2 separate regions of the Mus musculus genome follow, and region 2 is linked to region 1. The links are chromatin contacts, called in public Hi-C maps. All regions are on one chromosome and are shown on one strand. Each heading gives the region's core, a stretch centred on a gene start, on an enhancer-like site or on the middle of the called end of the contact. The rest is flanking DNA. Distances are from core to core; before and after follow the strand shown. Region 1 overlaps Parp4 (poly (ADP-ribose) polymerase family, member 4). Region 2 has its middle 20 kb from the start of Gm32912.

Evidence for each region. A called contact is a pair of places that touch in the nucleus more often than the background predicts.
Region 2: a Hi-C map of liver shows a contact between it and region 1, with 2.5 times the contacts expected there. The contact joins two enhancer-like sites. A contact is called at or near these places in 1 of 39 promoter capture datasets (liver) and 1 of 484 Hi-C or Micro-C datasets (liver).

What each region holds. Positions count from the first base shown.
Region 1 is chr14:56,623,614-56,628,834 of GRCm38.p6, reverse strand. Parp4 (poly (ADP-ribose) polymerase family, member 4) reads right to left here. Exons shown (of 35, transcript NM_001145978.2): 24 at 4,631-4,818; 25 at 1,346-1,445. Among named protein-coding and RNA genes, the nearest start is that of Gm16573, 5.7 kb to the right of the region's middle. Within about 2 kb of position 2,429, at least 7 of the 459 cell types and tissues checked have an H3K27ac peak or open chromatin away from gene starts, as enhancers often do. A contact at or near this core is called in liver, where this site is marked.
Region 2 is chr14:57,082,307-57,087,542 of GRCm38.p6, reverse strand. No RefSeq gene overlaps it. Among named protein-coding and RNA genes, the nearest start is that of Gm32912, 20 kb to the left of the region's middle. Within about 2 kb of position 2,957, at least 30 of the 459 cell types and tissues checked have an H3K27ac peak or open chromatin away from gene starts, as enhancers often do. A contact at or near this core is called in liver, where this site is marked.

The DNA.
Region 1 (5,221 bases), core at 1,180-3,679:
CATTTTTCCAGGGGTGGGGTAGGGATGTTTTATTTTGAGACAAGGTTTTAATATATAGTCTTGGCTGGCTTGGAATTTGCTTTGTAGACCAGGCAGGTCTCAAACTTATAGTGATCTGCCTGCCTCTGCCTCTCTGCCTCTCTGCCTCTCTGCCTCTCTGCCTCTCTGCCTCTCTGCCTCTGCCTCTCAAGTGCTGGGATTTAAGGTGCCATCAGCTTGAATAAATATACTTAAGTTTTTCTATTTCAGCTTGTGGAGATGGCACAACAGTGGAAGCACTTGCCACACAAGCTGGGAAGCTCTGTATCCTTGCCAGCAGGAGTGGAAAATGTGCAGCTGCCATGGAAAACAGACTTCTACTTCTGAGTGCAAACCCAAAGTTGAACAAATGGAAAGGCTCGACAGATACTGTGAGCCAGCATTCATGCAAGCAACATCACAGCGGCGTGTGGTGGGGTAGGTCAAGTTCATTGATAGGTTAACAAATATAATGAGGTGTGTGCACCTCTCTCTGTCTGTCTACCTCTCTCTTTATCACTTACTCTATTTGTGATAGAATAATCATATATGAACATTTGATACACTATTTTTCATCGCTAAGATGGGCACTGTGGCATACACCTGTACTCTCAACACTTAGATTAATAGAGGCAGTGGGATTAAGAGATCAAGTCCACCCTCAGCTCAGCCTGGGTTACACGAGATTCCTTTTTTTTTTTTTTTTTTCAAAACACAATTAAAAAATAATAAAATACTTGGCCTTAAAATGAAAAGAAATTCTGTCAACAACACAACACACTGATAAGTCTTGTGACTATTATGATAATAAGCCAGACACAAAAGAGCAAATGTTTTATGCCTCTATCTAGAAGTATCTGGAAAAGGTAAACTCATAAAGACTAGAAATAGAATAGATATTGTCCAGCACTGAAGGCAGGAGGCAAAGAGAGTTACTATTATATTTAATTTATATCACATTATTATACTTCCTGTTGGGGGTGTGGCTAAGCTCTGGAAGTGACTGGAAATGATGGTTAGACAACTTTGGATCTGTAAATCTTGTGTGCATTTTATCACAATGAAGAACTAGCATGGGGTGTGGTCACGTCTGTAATCCAGGTGCTGTGGGGCAGAGGGAAGAGAGGTGCTGAGAATACAGACATGCACTACCATGTCCGGGTTGGCCTTTCTAATTATTAAAGAAAATGTTTCAAAAGCTTCGGCTTCCTTGTCAGTCTTGTCTATTCACAAAAGATAGAAGTTGCTACCGACTTGTAAGGAGATAGGATTTCCACATGTAAACAAACGAGTACAGGCAAGATGTTTAAAAAAGAAACCCACATACCTGTTTTTTCCAACTGTGCTTAGATTTTGAGTTAAAATATTCAAATACTCCAGCGCCACACTGAGACAAGGTCCTTAAGATGTGACGATTTGCTGTGGAACTGATCACATTTCACACATTTTAATTAAAAACAATTTTCTTTTTCAGACAGGGCTTATCTATGTAGCCCCTGGAACACACTCTACACCAGACTGGCCTCGAACTCATAGAGATCCTCCTGCCTCTGCCTCTGCCTCTGCCTCATTTTATTTTCTTCTCTTCTCTTTCTTCTCTCTCTCTCTCTCTTTCTTAAGAGTCTCACTCTGTTACTAAGCTATTCTTGAACTTGGGGCAATCTTTCCACCTCTTTCAAGTATTTAACATTATGGTGTAAGACCCCCGAAGCTGGGCCTCCACTCAAGTCCCGGGATGAGCTGGCCAGCACCCCAATGACTGGAGAGAAAACCACACCTGATGCAAACTGCAAGAGGTTTTATTATCAGCTAGCTGAGGACAAAGTCCCTCCACCGTGCAGGGTGCAGGGCAGGGGAGTTCGACCCTGAGTGGTAACAGTAGGGGACTTTTAACAACTAGCTGAGGAATTGGGAGGAGCTGCGACGAGAGTTGGGAGGAGTTGGGAGGAGTAGGGAGGAGAGTTGGTTACATCTCCTTTCTGGCAAAGGAGGGGGGGAGTGAGCTGCAGCCTCCTCTCCGGCGTCCATCTCCATGTCCTTGTAGGTCTTCCTACAATTATCGCATCTCTGGCTTCCAGGGAGAAATGCTCTAAGTTGGGGTCTCACAATGGTAAGCTCAGCTGAGTTAGTTTTTAGACTGGTCTTACTTAGTAGCCTGTGCTGGCTTTGAGCTTTTAGTTTCTTACTTCATCTTGTCAGGAGCTGAGATTATGTTTGTGGCATGATACCCAGTAATTTTCAAGCCATTCTAGACATAGTTGCTAAATAGATGTTAACAATGTCAAGAAAGATGAGTTAAGAATTTGTTCTTCTGTCCCTGAGGTAAACAGATTAAATGTGCTAGGGTGTAGCTCATGGTTGGGCACACCCAAGGCGAGTGGGGCTCTTGAGTCAATAAAGCACTGGCAAAATGTAGAGGGCGCAAAGTCCTTGTACAGATAAGCGTTAGGAAACCCAGGACTGTTAAACATGCAGTGTTCTCTCTCCAGAGGAAGAAATGCACAACTGGTTTTCTGCCCAGAGGCTGGGAATGGAGATGTTAGAAGTCTGGTGACCTCTGTGCTATCCGTATGATGGTGGCCACAATGGCTCCCCAAGCCCTTAAGATAACATGTGAGAGCTTCGATGTAAGTATGCCGTAAGTTTTATTGTACACAGAGGATCGTGTTACACCAAAAACCTCCTCCCGCCCCAAAATGTATTGTGCTTAAATATGCCTAAAATAAACTTCCTGTTTCAGACTCTGGTGTTTCAAACCAACACCGGCTACTGAGTTGTGTTGAAGCAGATTTTTTTTTCTTGCCTCACACAAATGACACTCTTTCTGGCCAGGGTATTTGCAGAGACCTCTGTAGCAGAAATATTAAACAATAAGTACATAAATTCAGGCAGTTGGTGGCACACTCCTTTAATCCCAGAATTTGGGAGGCAGAGGCAGGCAGATCTCTAAATTCAAGGACAGCCTGGTCTATACAGTGAGACCCAGGACAGCCAGGGATATATAGAGAAACCCAGTCTTGAAAAAGAAATAAAATAAAGTAAAATAAGTAAATAAAACCAAATACTTCCACACTTAAAAACAAACAAACAAACAACAACCACAGTAATGGCAACAGCAAAAGGTGCAGGATTTGGTGGCATGGTTGTGAGATGCAGGCAAGAGACCAGGAGTCCAAGCATGTCCTTGGTTACTTTTTTTTGTCGTTGTTATTTTTGTTTTTTCGAGACAGGGTTTCTCTGTGTGGCCCTGGCTGTCCAGGAACTCATTCTGTAGACCAGGCTGGCCTGGAACTCACAAATCCACCTGCCTCTGCCTCTCCAGTGCTGGGATAATAGGCCATCACCGCCAGGCTCCTTGGTTACATTTAAGGCCAGCCTGGGCTACGCAGATACCTTTCTTAAACAAACCAAACTGTGAACAAACCAAAAAACTTCAAAGATATGAGAATGATACTTGATAAAAGATAGCTGCCTAAAGAGCTAGGATGTAGCTCACTTTGTAGCGTGTTTGCCTAGCATGCACAAGGTCCTGGGTTCAATCCCAGTACTGACCAGACAGGTGTGCCAGTACACATCGGTAATTCTACACTTGGAAGGTAAAGGCAGGAAGATCAGAGACCTTGTCATAAAACAAAAATATCAGCCCAGCTGGGCACGGAGGCATATGCCTATAGTTCTAGCATTCAAGAGGCAAGAGGATCTCAGGATTCAGGCCAGCCTGGTCTACATAATAATTTTCTGGCTAGTCTGGGCTACTGAGTGAGACCTTGTCTTAAAATAAACCAAAACAACCGATACAAAGGGGAAAAACTAAACAGAGGCATGGAGAGTTGTTGGAGCTTGGAGCACCCAGTTTCGCTTTTACCATCAGTCGCCGTAGAGTGCCTTCCGAGGCTATGAAGAGGCAGGGATGGAAAGACTGGGAAGGTATCATGGATATTCTGGACCCTTGAGGCCCAGAGCTTGTAGTCAGGGCTCACGTGTGAGGACGGCACAGCGGTCTACAAACCTCCTCACTAATCTGCCTCCCATCCTGCCTCAGAAGAGGGACACCTGGTGCCCAGGAGAGGCAGCTGTGCAGGATGAATCTCTGGGCTTCAGGGCCAGGCACCAGGTAGGGATTCTGCTAGAGCAGCAGGAAACTCTCCTTGCCTTTGCCTTACACAGATGCCAACTACAATCCAACAACGTGAGGAAAGACTGTGACCTCAGGGCTTCAAAGGTGCAAATGCAGAAAACTGATAGCAAAGGAGAGGGAGAAGGCAGGTGTGAGGCAGGCTGCAGCCCCAAGGGTAGGCATTGCCAACCATGCACATGTGCAAATCAGCCCCAGGGAGCTGTGCCAGGCTGCTCAGGACAAGCTAGTCATCTAAACCTTTATACTAAATAACAGTCCCATGAAGCCCTGTTTTACACATGAAACCGCCTGCCCGAGGTCCCTGTGGTCGTGAACCACTGGCAGCGTGGTCCCAAGCCAAGAGCTCAGCTCCTCTGCAACATACAGATTTCATGTATTCATACCAGCTTCCAAGCTTGCAAAGTTCCCAGACAAACTAAAGACTTGTCCACCAGCTGCCTTGGTCACAATGGTGACCCGATCTCTGAAACTTACCCAACAGCACAGGTGAACACTCTGGTGTGCTGGATATTTCTTTTCACAAGCTGCAGTGTCAGACTCTCACTCTGGAGGTGCCCATCAGATATGAGGAGAATGTTCCGGAACCCTTCTGAAGGGTACAGGAGACTTAAATAGCGGAGAACTTTCCAGAAGTCTGTGTTCCCCATGGAAGGTGCTGCAGACTGCAGGAGATCAAGTGTCACAATCTTAAGGTACATCCATCGTTAACTGTGGCTGAACATAAGAACCTCTGCACCCCAACCGTTGACGAATTAAGGCTCCCTTCAGCCCCCCAAGCACCCACAGAGTAATGACGGAAAAAGCTTTTTAAGAACACTGTAGATCTGGTCTGACAAATGCCCAAAGAGAAACTGTTCCTGAACAGAAATCTTTTACAGCTTTGATAGATTTTGAGCTATAATAGTCTACACATGCTATCATCTGTAAGTCTCTGTTAGGGCCCAGCTCCAAGTTATACTCTGAGCAATTAAACATGTTTAAAGGGACAGAAGCGGAAGCTTAGCCATTTTGGACAAATGGGAGATTTACACAGCAAAACTATTGTCCCAATTATTTTGAATCAGA
Region 2 (5,236 bases), core at 1,708-4,207, 460 kb before region 1:
GAAACAACACATGGCTGATAAACATGTATAGTTATTCTGTCAATGACAAGAGAAATAAAAATTTAAAACATGAGAGGTTTGGGGCAAAAGCCAGTGTGTGTGAATGAAAGTCTAAAAGAACCAGTGTCCTGACTGCTGTGGATATCCAGTCTCTCCACCTACCTGGCTGTGCTCCGTGCTCTTGGCCCCACCTGCATCTCTACTGAGCTTTTAAAGATTGAGACCAAACATGAGACTTTTAGTTTTTTTTCCCTCCCAAGAAGCAGGGAATTTTTCTGTGCAGATCTTTCTATGCACAAGATCCAGATCCGGGGCACCTGGCTCTCTCAGCCTTCCCTGCTCTCTACACCTCTAAGGCGAGGTATGGAGCATCAGAATTGCTTGTGTCCACAGAGGGCTTCTCAAAGGGGATTGGGACGCAGACCGGATGGAGGTCCCTACCCCTTCCAGCCTGTCCACGCAGCCAGAGGCTATGAGTGGAAACAGCTGAGCAGTACCTCCCACCCCTGTCAGCTCCCTGGTCAAAATAAGGACTGAGCCAGATGTGGCAGTGCTACAGCTGCAATATCAGCAGCCGGAGGCTGGTGGATTGCAAGTTCAAAGCCAGACTAGGAAGCCAGAGAGATGGCTTAGTGGTTATGACCTGGGTTTGGTTCCTCACACCCACATGGTGACTCACGACTATCTGTAACTCCAGTTCCAGAGAATCTGAGCCCCTCTTCTAGCTTCCTACCACCAGGAATGCATATGGTGCACATATATGTGCGTGCACACAAGACACTTACACACAAAGAATAAAAATCAGTAAACTTTTGAGCCATGCAGGAGGGTGGGGTGTCTCATATAATGAGACCCTATCTAGAACTAATAGACAATCTGAAACTAACAGGAATGGTGACATTGGCCCCAGCAACAGCCTGGAAACATCTGCTCTGACACAAGCAGCGATCCACCCAGAGCATCAGAACAGAACATTGGAGCAATTGTTTTAGACCAAGGTCACTTATTCAATGGCCACCGAGGTCAGGTGACTGAAAGGCGGCAGCAGCTTTGACTACAATGCCTCGTAGTTTATTGGTGTGGCCCAGACCCATAATATTAAATGTTACATTTCCTCACACCAACTTGGTGACAGGGTCCACAGAGTGGAGCTTAGGCACCAGAATGAAGGCCATGTACACAGCATCCACTTGGGATCCACCCTGGAGACAGTGGAACTGGGAGCAGTTAGAGGGGAGGACTCACTGTCCCAGATTCAGCTTTCATGAGTGAGGCTCTAGGGCAGGGTCCTGGCTGTTCTCTCCCAACATTCAAGGAGTAAATAAGCTAAGGTTTCCTTCCTACCAGGTGCCCAGATCCCTGTTGTCTAGGTGACCCGTTCTTTGGTCCCTCCTCTTCCTTTAAATGTCTTCTCTTTTGAGGACAGGAAACTTTACCACGAAGCAGCACGTCGGAGGTGTGCCAAGGCTATTCAGGGTTTCCTGAACACACTTCACACAGTGCAAATTCTTCACAGCAGAACGAGGTCAACCGAACAGTAGCTGCCTTGCTTGCTTGCTTGCCTACACAACCGTTCGGATTCTTAAGATAAAGCTCCCCAAAGCAACTCCTGTCTTAAAACAGAAAACAAAAACTGCAAAACGCCATGAGCCTCTCTTCCCAGAAAGAGTCTCCTCCCCAGAATCTAGAATGCCAGTCCCAGGGTTGTCACCCTGGGCTTATGCTCTGACATCCCCTCTTTTCTTTTTATTGGCATTACAATCTAATCGCAGGGTATATTTAAATCCTGTATTGGACAAAAGGATACAGAAATATTCCAGTAAGCTGTCTTTAACTTGGACAGACAGCTCTGATGGGAAAGATAGCCGCCTGAGAAACCCTGACAAGATCTTTATCGCACAACAATTTGAAGAATTTATCATGAGCATTAGTAAGTGCGCCTAATATTTGTAAAGTGCTCTGACTTCTGCCTCAACCCTTTCCTTCATAGCTAAGTCCTGTGACAGTCATTTGAGTCTGGAGGTATTAGGCCCAGTTTCCAGATAAAGAACTGAGCTCAGGGCAGCTCACTTCCCCTGAGGGAACACAACTAACAATAATACAAAACAGCTTCTAATACTAGACAGCCACATTTACACAACCTTTTAAGTGTTCAAACTAATTTAAATGATACCAAGATAAGAAAGTGGTTGGCAGAGTTGCTGACACACCACACAGGCCTCAATGAATTTAATTGTCCCTTCTCTTTGCCAATGTTGGCATCTCTAGGATGCCAATAAAGTAGGCGTGGCCTCCCCTTAGTTACCAAGGAGGAGAGCAGAGGAGAGGAGAGCTGGAGGGCTTGTCCAAAGAAGACATGGAACAAGCCACCAAGCTGGAATTTGAAAGACCTAAGTCTTGTGTGTGTGTGTGTGTGTGTGTGTGTGTGTGTGTGTGTGTGTGTGTTAAGATTCAATTGGACTGTGTGCCATAGAAAGCTTTTCCTAACTGGCAAATTATTTTAAATGTCTCTAGTATTTCAACAGCGAGCATTCAAGCTTAGGTATGTGCATTCCTTGAGTCCACCACAGCATCAGGGTGTCAGGCATGGTGGTACATACCTGTAATCTCAGTACCATGGGAGGGAGAAGAAGGGCCAGAGATTCAAAGCCATTCTGGCCACACAGGAAGTTTAAGGTCAACCTGGGTTACTTGAGACCCTGTCACACACAAAAAATAAAAAAGTAAAAAATTAAGAAAATGATTTGATGGCCCCGTGCCTGCTTAGCATGTGTGACGTTTTGGGTTTCACTGCCAATCCTGCAACAAAAAATTAATTACAATATTAATTATTAATTAATTAAGTGTTAGCAGGTAAGTGGCTTCAGCTGAAGGTCCTCAGAGAAGGAGCAGTTTAGCGATCAGACAGGAAGTGGACTCAAAACCAGCCACCACTGCAGGGTCAAGAGTACAAGTGCTTGAATTCTGAAGCACGGAGGCCAAGACAAACAGCAGGAAAATGATCTTTTACTAATCCACACACATTACTTCCTCCTCCACAGAAGCCAGACGCAGGCAGCACCCCTGAGTTCCAAAGGAAAGGAGTCTGTGTGCTGCTCATAAACTTGCAGCAGGCACTGGGACACCCCTCATTTCAGACGTGGGGCCCTCAAGATTCAAGGTGTGAAAGAGAGGCTCTAATTACAGGCCTTGCCAGGATGCTCGGCCGGCCGGCCGGTGTGGGTGATTCAGCAAGCTTCTGACTTCTCTTTGAGTTCCTGCCAAAACGAGGTCAGGACTGGTTTGTTGGAGCTTGAGAACCTCATCTCCCACATCTAATGAGGAAGCGTAAGTCTCTGGGCCGGGAAGGAATGATAGCATTGCAGACTCTGGGGAGGAAGAGCTGGAGGCAGGGGCATCACAGGTGCTCAGGCCCGAGGGTACTGGGCCAGCACTGACAAGCCAGGGGGTGTCCGTATGAACTGAGACGACAAACTGGATGAGGCAGCCAGAGACCAGCCCACTGCGATGAGGATGATGTACCGAGTAAGAAAAGCGCACGAACCCTGGGCGGTGACCAGGAGAAGATACGTGTTCTAGCTCCACTCACATCTAGTCAAGCATTAGAGAATGTAAGATCCACGAGCTCCAACATGAAAGGAGGTGATCCTGTCCCCTTATACCGGATACAATGACACCTTGGCCTCAGATGAGGCCCTTCTTCCCTGTGTGCTCTTAGTTCAAGAGAGTACCTGGACTGAGTAACACTCTCTGTCTTGTCTCCCTCTTTCTGCCCCTCCCTCGTCATCAACCCCCAAAACCCACCTGCCCTCTTCATTTGGGAGATGGATTCAACCTGCCAGGCTCAATACGCTCTACCCTGTTCTGGATGGCGCCAGCCTCAAGCCCAGGGGGCGTTTAGTCTGTCCTTACAAAAGGTCAACATCTATTTTAGAAAGAGGTACCTTAGAAAGTTACCTTTCCAGCTGGCATGGTGCCACACACTTGCAATTCCAGTAGTCAAGGAGGCCAAGATAGGAGTATCACAAGTCTGTGTCCAACCTGAGCTATACAGTGGGACCCTGTCTCAAAAAATAAAATAAAATCGAAACTGAGAAAAATGGCTCATTTGGTAAAGTGTTTCCTATGCAAGCGTGGAGAGACCTGACTTTGTATCCTCAGCACCCACATTAAAGGTGCCACATGCTGTGGCATCTGTCTGCAAGCCCATCACTGGATAGTATTCCCACAGCTGGTTGATTAGCCAGCCTAGCCAATCACATGAGTGCTCAGGCCAGTGATTGAAGGACCAAAACCAGAAGCTCTTACTAACCCAGGAGCTTACTGATTGGCCATTACTAACCCTGGAACTTCCTGATTGGTCTTTGCTAACCCTGGAGTTTACTGATTGGCCTTTACTAACCCTGGTGCTTACCGATTGGTTCTTACTAACCTGGAGCTTACTGATTGGCTCTTACTAACCTTGGAGCTTACTGATTGGCTCTTACCCTGGTGCTTACTGATTGGCCTTTACTAACCCTGGAACTTCCTAATTGGCTCTTACTGACCCTGGAGCTTACTGATTGGCTCTTACTAACCCTGAAGCTTACTGATTGGTTCTTACTAACCCTGGAGCTTACTGATTGGTTCTTACTAACCCTGGAGCTTACTGATTGGCTACACACACACACACACACACACACACTACACTACTACAGTCACACAAAAATAGTCAAATCAAATTAATATGAAGTCACCTTATTCTAGCTTTTTAGAGCTGAGATCTCCCTCTGCTTGTCTGCTTGTCCTGTATGTTACCTCTGTGTCATTCTGAGCTTGGGAGGTACAAGTTTAGATCTAGCTTGTCCCCATCAAAATTAGTGCTGAGGCTTGATCCCAAAGTAGTGGTGCTGAGAGGTGGTGAGGCATTTAAGAGACTACAAGGAATCTGCCATCATGAATAACTCAATGTTTTTCTCCTAGGAGCGGGTTAGTGGCCATAAGAGTCCACCTCCCCTGTTCTGCAGAAACTTACCACCACTCCTTCCCCCCATCTATGAGAAGCATGAAGCCTACACCATAAGATGGTAGATCTAATCTTCCAGCCTTCAGACCACAGAGCAAATTAAAACCTGCCTTGCCTTGCCTTGCCTTGCCTTGCCTTGCCTTGCCTTGCCTTGCCTTGCCTTGCCTTGCCTTGCCTTGCCTTGCCTTGCCTTGCCTTGCCTTTTCTCCCTTCCTCCCTTCCTCCCTTCCT